Regions from separate parts of the Sus scrofa genome. Here region 1 is linked to region 2. Evidence: chromatin contacts called from public Hi-C data. All regions are on one chromosome and are shown on one strand. The core of a region is the stretch at or near the end of the contact, and the rest is flanking DNA. Distances in the headings are between cores, read along the strand shown. Region 1 overlaps ADAMTS6 (A disintegrin and metalloproteinase with thrombospondin motifs 6). Region 2 overlaps CWC27 (CWC27 spliceosome associated protein homolog).

Region 1 (4,938 bases), core at 1,699-4,198, 270 kb before region 2:
TAAATAAATGTAAAATCAAATTTTATTATTTGAAATAAGTAATGCTAAATTTCCAACTTGAAAAAAATAGGCATGTTTTAAGATTTGGAATTCTTTAGTATTAATTGTCATTAATAGAAACTATAGGGAAAAAATCAGTAATTGCTATTTAATACTACATTGCTCAGTTACTGTCATAGGAAAATAGGTTCAGACATAAGTATTCTTATACACAGCTACTTGCAGTAACAAAAGTGTAAAACTGGAGATTATTTGGTACGCTGTTGTGACTTTTATATGAATAAAGGTTTAATGTAATCAGTATATCATTATGCAAATGATGGGTCTTCAAGATCAATTAGATAAATCATAATCTGGTAGCTGGAATATTCTCTCCCTCTCACATGTACATTGTTAGTAGCCCTGCTCCTGGAGTTGATACTATATTATTGGTTTAGCCAACTGCCTCTGCTTTATCATTTTGAACAGATGATATTTTTTCTTCATGGTAATTTTAATTGCCTAAAATTCACTCTTTTTTAGTGTTCTATTTTAATATTTATTTGATTTAAGATCAGATTGTTTGGCCTTAGAGCCAATCTACTGGCCTTAGAGCCAATTGAATACTAACTTCTTTTTGTCTAGTTTTTTATAGATGAATGATAATTGCTCTGCACTTCTCTATAAAAGTCCTTTATACTGTTACAACTATTGAAACGTTTGTTGAATGTCACCTACCAGGGAAACTACCAGGAAATTTTACTTTCTTTACCCTCCAGTATGTCCAGTTCCTTCCTGACATGTAGTAACCAAAATAAGACACAGTATTCTGTAATTTAACTGAAGTATTCATTCATTCGCTAGAGTTTTGTTGTATATGTACTTCATTCTGGACACTGTTCTAGACATTTAGCATTTCCAGTTAGAACATTGGTGATCTATATCTGCTCTGTCCAACACTCTAGCAGATAGCGACATGTGGCTGTGGAGCCCTAGAAATATGGCTAGTGGGTCTGAGGAGCTGAATTTTTAATTTTAATTAATTTAAATTTGAATAACCACTTGTAACTCTCAAGGCATTTACTAAGGAGAGGAGGAAAAAAGTAATACAGAAGTTATTTGAAAAATAAACAGGCTAATTTAAAGTAGTGGTAGCAGTGGACACTAGAACCGGAAGATGTAATCTCTTGTACATCCTGGAGATGGGGGAGGGGAAAGCAAGGAGGGGTAGTGAAGTACCAGCACTTCAGAAAGAGAGTGATCGGAGGAACAATCTCTGCAATAAAGTGACACTCACTTGACCTGAGACCAAATGATAAGAGAACAATAAATGGAATCTGGAGAAGAGTATTCCCAGGAGGGCTAGCAAATGCAAATAACCTGAGGAGAAAACAAGTTTAACATATTGAGGAAAGAAGAGAAGGCCATTGTGTCTGGAACATTCTGTACAAGAGAGAATAACGCTGGAGAATGAGGAGCGGCTAGATCACAAAGGCCACCGTTGACCAGAGTTAAGGGAAACTGCCACAGTTTTTTAAGCAAAAAAGTGACATGAGGAGTTCCCTTCTTGTGCAGTGAGTTAAGAATCTGGCCTTGTCAACTGCAGCAGCTTGGGTCATTGCTGTGGCTAGGTTTGATCCCTGGCCTGGGAACTTCCACATGCTGCAGGCATGGCCAAAAAAAGAAAAGTGTTGTGATGTGATAATGTGTTTTTAAAAGAGCTCTCTGAGAACTCATTGGGGGAATAGATTGATTATAGGTAGAAGAAAGTGAGGCAGGGGATCAGGTAATGAGCTATTCCATTTGTCAGTTTGGTCTAGAGTAGTAGCAGTACAAACAGTGCAAATGGAAGAATTCTAAATATATCAGAATTTGTATAATAGGCTGATTACTCTATAAGCATCGCATGCCATAATCCCTTTACATTTTAATATAAGGGTTCTTACTTAACAATCTAACATTGTTGACAGTTACTCAATTCTAATAGTATTCCATATTTTTATTCACATAAACAAATAATTTCCATAACATCAGTATGGTTTGTCAAATTTTGATAACTCAGAAAAAATGCACCAATAAAAGCCTAGAAATGCTTGGGTTGTTTTTTTAAAAAAGAGTTTCATTTTTACCATATTCTGCAAATAAGATTTATCATGTTAGAGTTATGAGCTGATTATGCCATGTCTGTGTCTTGATAAATTATTCCTGGCTTTCTACTTATGTGCAGTATGTGTGGTTTATTGCAGAGAGTAAGGCTGAAAGGAATTCCAGTACACATGTTCATGCAGGACCTATACACATGGCTAGTCAGTGTATAAGGGTTTTTTTGTACCCCGTCCCTAGTGTCTTGGCATTACTTTTATTATGTCTGCAGTACTCATGTAGATGAAATGCCACAGCACATTCTTTTACTATTGTAGCCTCAACCAGCCTTTTTTTTCTTTTTTCTTTTTTTTTTTTTTTTAAGAAAAAGCAATTACCATCATAAAAATTCCTTACTGGGGAACTTTCCATATTGCATTATCATTCCATGAGTCTAATAATAGTGGGATATAAAGAAAAAAGTTTTAATACTAAAATATCTAAAAAAGACTTTTGAGGTCTCTATAATGTGAAACACTAAAAGTCTGGAGGAGGAAACATAAGGAAAAAAGAAGTAAAGTTTTTTAGACTCTTGGTACTTGTTAGAGATTTATAAATCATTGCCTAGGTAAAGATAATTTGCAGATCACATGTACCTTTACCAATGTCTAAACACAGTTAAAAAACTCTGTTATCTATTGGGAGAATGCTAATGCCTATAATTGGTCATTGCTGATCCTTATGTATTTCTATCCTGATAGCTCTATCTGCCTAAAAGCTAATTCTGTGTTTTCTGTGAAATCTTGCAGTGGTGTTATCAGGGAGATTGTGTTCCTTTTGGCACTTGGCCCCAGAGCGTAGATGGGGGCTGGGGTCCCTGGTCACTATGGGGAGAGTGCAGCAGGACCTGCGGGGGAGGCGTCTCCTCATCCCTAAGACACTGTGACAGTCCAGCGTAAGTAGCTAAAGTAAGCCGGAGCCAACAAAAAGACACAGTTGGAAATGATTCAAAGCTGCGGTTTCACATGTTATCTGTAAAAACGTTTCACCAGTGAGCCAAGTACTTGTCTTCAGAACGAGGAATAGGCACAGGAAAGTGGAGGAGCCTTGTTAGACAGACTTTCTTTTTCTTCTTTTCACCTTGCTGTGTAACTAAAAGAGAAAAGCATTGTGTATCTATCCCAGGTATAGTCAGACTTTTAATTTAGTAATAATCAGATAGATTTCCTCCTCCAAAAAGTACTGAATTATGGATGAATCCAGGTCTGGTCTAAGCTACATTACCATTATTCCCAGGAAACCTGAGGTCTTTTCACATGTCACATAAAATTATTACTGCTACATTAGTATTAAAAGGACCAATGAGAGCACTTCAAGGATTGAAATGCCTTGATTCGCATCACAAATCACAATGAAAAGAATACTGCCCATGTGTTAAAATAGTTTCCATTCACATGCCCCCATTAATCATCTTCCAGAGCTGCCACCACTTTTCTCCCCATGACTGTTTTATGCAGGTCAGACTGCTCCTCTCCCACCACTCTTTTTCTCCAGCCAGAGTCCCCCTGGCATGTAGCCAGCCCCATCAGTATTCCTTGCTAGCTGTGTTGCTCCTTCTTCCCACAAGTGCCCATTACAGGTGGATGATTCCTCTAGTTGGTCTTTCGTGTCCTTCCAGAGACTGAACTGCTCCTTAGCTGCTTCATGTCAAAAGCTCCCATTTTGGTTTAGAGCTCAGGTTGAGGACTTTCTTTCCTGACAATTATTTGAGGCAGAATAATGTTCTGATATCACTTCTGCTTTTTTCCCCCTTCTAGAGTAAAAGATGGTCTGTTCTTATTTTTTATTTTTTCTCATTTTAACTCAGGATCCCTCTCTTTGGTTTCTCTCTCTAAATATCTCTTTTCTTCTCTTTTATACTCTTTAACTTGAAATTGTTCCTTGTTTTCATTCTCCTACTTTCTGTCTTTACCCTCCTGCTAAACAGAGCTCACTGTCACCCACTCATAAACCAGCTTTGCCACCACCATCCCCACTACCTTGTTTTTGTCTGACCAACCCATTTCTCCCATGCTGATTCAAGCTGGGTCTTTTCTCAGCATTCACAGTATATTCAAAGTGTAGCTTTAATTATCCCATTGATACCATTGAGCCAAAATTATAATTAGACTTGATCTTTTTAAAACAAGTACAGAATAATTAAGTCCAACTGAATGCTACTGTAATTTAATAACCAAAAGTATAAAACCCTATGATAATAAATAATATACTTAGATACTTAAGAAGATGACATGGACTTCTTTTAAAAGAACAAGTTAGTTTTTTCCAGTCAAAAACTGTATGCCCAAATGATAACATAACTTTCCCTAATGTTAAATACTCCAAAAAATCAATTCATATAAAGCAAATATTTGACACATTAATTTGAATGTAACATAAAGTGTTTATATAATGCAAGCCCTTCTGATGTTTAGATTTAATTTTTAAAAACTCCATGTAATATTTGAAATGAGATAGAAATTTCTTTCTGCATTAAAAACTTTGAACTGAAGCTATTTCCAGAAAGTTATTTAGGGTCCTCTCCTTATTTCCAGTCTGGGAGAAAAAACTAAACTCCATTTTCTGCTTGGTGAACATGTGACATCAGATTATGTGTTTTATTGAATATGATTCAAATGGCTTTTCATTGTAAATGATTTTTTAACTCATTGTATTGAACTGAGTACCTGTTTACTATGATAGTTAGAAAAATACATTGATGTGATTGCATTTTCTTAAGAATGTATATCATCACAATTAAGAGGCTTATAAAGTTATTCATAGTAAATCACCTTAATTTTTATGTTAAACAACCGTAATTATTGTTGCCCTCACCAG
Region 2 (5,287 bases), core at 1,450-3,949:
GCTCACGGCAACGCCGGATCGTTAACCCACTGAGCAAGGGCAGGGACCGAACCCGCAACCTCATGGTTCCTAGTTGGATTCGTTAACCACTGCACCACGACGGGAACTCTTGTTATGATGTTTTAAGTTAATCTTATTTAATAATCTGGAGAGAATTTTTAATGAAACATAGTAGTAAATAGTTAATATACATAAGACTGCTCTCATAGATTTAATTTTTTTCCTCCTCTTGGAATGCCAATTTTGTTTTGTAAGGAGCAGGTGGCTTTCTTTTTTATAAGCCTCTCTACTGCCTTGTCAGATACAGCTCTCTCAAACTTTTTGGGGGATCTAACTGCCTTGTCAGATACAGCTCTCCCGAACTTTTTTTGGGATCTAACCAAAGCTTTATCTAACCAAACTCCAAATGGCATATGGACTTCATCCACATGGTCATATGAATCCTTTGGCTGATGACCTCTGTTATGTATCTGATCGGTTTTATAAAGTCCATGTTGAAGGTTTCCATAGAGATAGGAGAGTGTGTGATGCTGTGGAATGAAGGAATGTAGCAGCAAAAAGGCTACTTTAACTGCTACACTAGAATCTGGTGCCCGTCACTATCACTACAAAATATTGTCAGTGAATAGCCTATCAAAGGAAGAATGCTAATAATTTTGACTGAAAAATTTCTATCATGCAATTCAGCTTAGATCTACTAATAACACTTCTTTAAATGCCTTGTTGGACAGTGAAATCTGGGAATAATTATCAAACACCATATACAGTGTTTATGATAGAATCATATTTCTTTTCTTTCTCTCCTCCTCCCACTTTTTTTTTTTTTTTTTTGCATTAAAAAGTAGAATGCTGCTGAATGGTACCCAAATGTCTGTTGTATACCATGCCAATACAGCAGCTCGGCCAAAAATGCGAATAGAATAGTTTGCCAAGTGAAAGAAAACATAACAAATTGGTAATGGTTTCTATCTTGACAGAAAATGAAAATGATCCCTCAATGTGTGGTCACTCATGCGGACACATAAAAATGTCTTAGAAGCAATCATTTTACCTCAGATAACAGACCCTGACAGTGTAGTACAGTACTGGCTGACTTTCGCTTCTTAGAAAAGCAGCAAGCGTGACCTACAAAATAGTCTGGGAACCATGTAATTTATGCATAACACACATGCACATGCCATGCACTCATAATATTTGCTATAAATCATTTTGAATACAAGACTTCTTTTCCAAGTGGGATATACTTTATGAGAGATAATCTAAATCACTAGAGACTTGATAAAGCTAAACTAGTTTATTTATGAATACAAATGATGTTCTTGCTTATCAGGTTACAAAATTTCAGAGGTCTACACTGCAACAAAAAGGCTGTATATAAAGGTCCCATGTACTCCAAGTGAATATTCAAGGTGTTTTAATTAATGTTAGATTAGACAAATACAAAAAATGTGCAGGTACACGGTCTAGAGTTCTGACTTTCTGGTTAGGAGACTACAACCGAAAGCAGAAGGAACCCCTTGACGACCTGGTAATGGCTCTTTCACCTTATTTCCCCTTCCCTTGTTTTCCCCAGATGGGGAAACTAGACAAGATCACTGACCAGTGACTTTTTTCCCCTGCTGAGAAGTTTCCCATTTGTTTAACTTTCTAATGACATTAGAACATTGATTGTATCATGAAATCACATCAAAAACAGAATGACACTTTTAAAAACACTAATTGATATCCACTGCTAATGAGGAATTCAAAATGAGAGAATACTGAACCAAGGGGCTAGGAAGAACCTTGGGAAGTTAAATGGTCTTGCCAAGTTAAGAGTAAACTTGAATCCTGTGGGTTATGAGTTTCAAATGAAACTTCTGGGTTTAAATTTGTTGGTGACTTTCCTGTTCAATAAAAAAGGACTTAAATGGCTTATAAAAAGGTTAAAAAAACTTATTGGGCATCAAACTGCTCTTACAAAACACCATCTTGATGAGTTAAGTGTAAATGAATCAGAAACACATGGATCATATTTCCTTAAAAAATGCATATGGATTCAAAAATAAGGGAAGAGGACTTGGCAAAACATTTTTGTGTGTGTGTGTGGTGGCTGAACTCAAAACATTTGAAAGATATTTTGAGACATTCAAGGAATCCAAAATAAAACTGAACCTGTCCAGTCATATAAAAACAGAAAGTTCTTCTGTGCAGTGTGCATTTATCTCTATGGGCCATTCAACACTCACTGAGCCTTCACCTTTGGCAAAAAGCTATGGGAGGAGCCAGCTTCTGCCTGAAGCAACTTCAAGTATAAACACAGATACACATAAGCAACAGAAATCTATTAAAAGAGACCTAGGGTTTTTACAAAATCATAACCCAGATCATACAGAAATTATATATGGAGAAATACACAAGTACTTTCGAGGTCTTACGTAGGTAGGATTCATCCCATTCAAATCATCATCCCCCAGCCCCTTTGATTAAAATTATATATAGTTTCAATGTCTTATTTGCTTAAATGTTTGCTTAATAAGTGTTTTTATGTCTTTTTTAATGTGTGTTCCAGCCCTCTTTCCTCCACCCTCTAGATTTGTGAGTGTTCAACAAATCTTGCTGACTGGTTTCCTGGAGGATGGGAGTGTTAAACAGAGTTTTGAAATAGGGGCGAGATGCTGTTTGGCAGAGAGAAGTGAGGCTATGATTCTGGGTTGGGGTAATGGCACATGTGACAGTTCAGAGGCTCCAGAGGGTGAGTCATGTGTGGGGGGTGACCCACTGGCTTGCTTGCAGCAATGTGCCTGAGCCAGGGTGTAGTGGGAGGTGGAGGCAGTTAGGTGTGGGGAGGCCTAATATACTACATGTGAAGTCAATTGGAGGACAGAGGAGTGTGATAAGACAAAAGCACATTCTTAGTTTTTTTTTTTTTCTTTTTCTTTTTCTTCCCTTTTTGCCAGTATAGGATAAAGTGCTAAGCACAGGACACATACAAGTCATTAATCCCTTTATTTCTTATCAGCGTCTTAAAAAGTTGAAAAATATCCAAAGATAAAAATAAGTTGACTATGTATGTATTGCTGTAGGTTAACTATGTAGGATCCTGTAGGTCATAAATCTAAAGAGGAACCTAGTATAATTATGAAACAGATTAGCGAGTTCTAAAATGTTTGTGGGAAAGTACAAATAATGATTTAGAATCTTTCTTTCTTTTTTTTGGCTGCCCCGTGGCATATGGAGTTCCCCAGGCCAGGGATCAGATCAGAGCTGTAGTTGTGACCTAAGCTGTGTCGACGCTGGATCCTTAACCAGCTGTGCTGTGCTTGGGATCAAACCTTCGTCCAGCACTCTCAAGATGCTGACAATCTTGTGGTGCCACAGTGGGAACTCCTGATTCAGAATCTTTTAAGGCTGTTTTCTAGCTATTTAAAGAGAGCTTTATCTTTTCTACAGTAATAGAAATATTAGAAAGTCATTTAGGGTGGGGATAGTGTCATATGTTTCCTGTGTATTTTCCACTGGGTAGCACAATAGTGGAAATACACCAAGCTCTCAATAAATGCTTACTCAACTGAAATGAAGTGAAAGGGAGCTGAGGCCCTATAATGATGAGTGTATAGCTGAAGGTAAATTCTAAAGAAAAAAAAAAAAAAGGAAGAGGATATAGTAGAAATGTCCTAATAGTATCTCCACTCTGAACCCATTTGCTTGTGGTTAATATCAAGAAATCAAAGGCCTTACCATCCTTCATCATCTTCTACTTCAGTTTCAGAAATGTCATTTTCAGGAGTTTCAGCAATTGCTTGAGTGAGTTTAGATTTAAACTGGTTCAGCAATGCAAGGGTCTGAAATAACAAATGGATTACTAAGTTTTCTGATAAGGACAAATATAATTTCAGAAGAGACACTTACATTTGGTAGAAAAGAAAATACCCTACCAGGATGTAAAACACTTAAATTTTTAATTTTAAATGAAAGTAACAAAACCACCTTCAAACTGCAGCAGTGATTGACAGTCACAAACCTTGACACTGCCCTGTTTGCATTTGCACTGACATTTTCCCTCAGGAATATGTAACTATTTTCTGATTTGGGGAACATAAATTTGTTTATATAGAGGATGTTTAAACTTTAAAATGCATGCTTACTAAGAGCTAAGTTTTTAGAGTCCAGAAGATAGGGAAGTACTTCACTAAGATATGGGAAATCAAAAACAAAACGCCAACAACAAATAGTATTTTTCATTAACAAATTTCAAAAAAGGCAAAATGTCATTGCTGGGGAAGTTGAAATTAATGAACACATTAATTCTTGAAAGATGGGTAAATGGGAGTGATATCTTTGGGAAGCTGTTTATATATACCAGGAACTTTAAAATGATCATTTCCGAGAGTTCCCTTCATGGTTCAGTGGAAATGAATATGACTAGCATCCATGAGGACACAGGTTTACAGGTTCGATCCCTGGCCTTGCTCAGTGGGTTAAGGATCTGGCATTGCTGTAAGCTGTGGTGTAAGTTGCAGATGTGACTTGAATCCCACTTTGCTGTGGCTGTGGTGTAGGCTGGTAGCTACAGCTCCGAATGGACCTCTAGCCTGGGAATCTCCATATGTTGTAGGTGCGGCCCTAAAAAGACAAAAAAAAAAAAAAAAAAATCATTTCCTTTGATTGTATAATTCCAATCCTGGAAATACATGTAGAAAAACAGTCTGAAATGCTGAAAATGACTGATGCAAAAGATGTTCACTGCAGTAATATTCATACAAGTGAAAAATAGAAATATGTTAAATGTCCAGGAACTAGATAAATTTGGTAAAAAGCAATGAATATGCTATTACATTACTATTAAAAATTATATACAGAAGTATTATATTCTATTGTTAAGTAAAAGAAGTAGGATATAAATATCATATTGAGTATTTTTTTTTTTTTTTTTAAAGAGACCATTCCTCTGATTTTTTGTTTGTTTGCATACCCTTTGTGGGTAAGAGGAAATAAGTGCCTCAAATTTTAATCACAGTGTTTCCTGGCTATATAACAGTTTGCTCCAGAATTTGAGCAGAAAATCAGAAATTAGAATTTTGTTTTTTATTTTCCATAGTTTTAAAAAGTTTGTAACTGTGAAATGGGATAAAGGACTACCAGTCTAAAAAATCAGTTTCTAATTAAGGTACTGGTACACTGAATTCAGTACTAAAATATAGTTGATCCTTAAACAACATAAAGGTTAGGGGCACCAATCCTCTGAGCAGTTGAAAATCCACCTGTAACTTTATAGCCACCCCTCCCTTCTGCATCTGTGGTTATG

The links. Hi-C and Micro-C count contacts between places; a contact is called where the count stands out from the background.
Region 1: a contact with region 2 is called in a Hi-C map of embryonic fibroblasts, with 4 times the contacts expected there. The contact joins two enhancer-like sites. A contact is called at or near these places in 1 of 47 Hi-C or Micro-C datasets (embryonic fibroblasts) and 1 of 2 datasets of contacts at active chromatin or transcription factors (alveolar macrophages).

The regions. Positions count from the first base shown.
Region 1 is chr16:43,796,976-43,801,913 of Sscrofa11.1, reverse strand. It overlaps ADAMTS6 (A disintegrin and metalloproteinase with thrombospondin motifs 6), which reads left to right. Exons shown (of 24, transcript XM_021076778.1): 12 at 2,871-3,016. Among named protein-coding and RNA genes, the nearest start is that of ADAMTS6, 210 kb to the left of the region's middle. Within about 2 kb of position 2,948, at least 11 of the 83 cell types and tissues checked have an H3K27ac peak or open chromatin away from gene starts, as enhancers often do. A contact at or near this core is called in embryonic fibroblasts, where this site is marked.
Region 2 is chr16:43,526,478-43,531,764 of Sscrofa11.1, reverse strand. CWC27 (CWC27 spliceosome associated protein homolog) reads right to left here. Exons shown (of 14, transcript NM_001243923.1): 13 at 3,721-3,824. Among named protein-coding and RNA genes, the nearest start is that of CWC27, 180 kb to the right of the region's middle. Within about 2 kb of position 2,699, at least 17 of the 83 cell types and tissues checked have an H3K27ac peak or open chromatin away from gene starts, as enhancers often do. A contact at or near this core is called in embryonic fibroblasts, where this site is marked.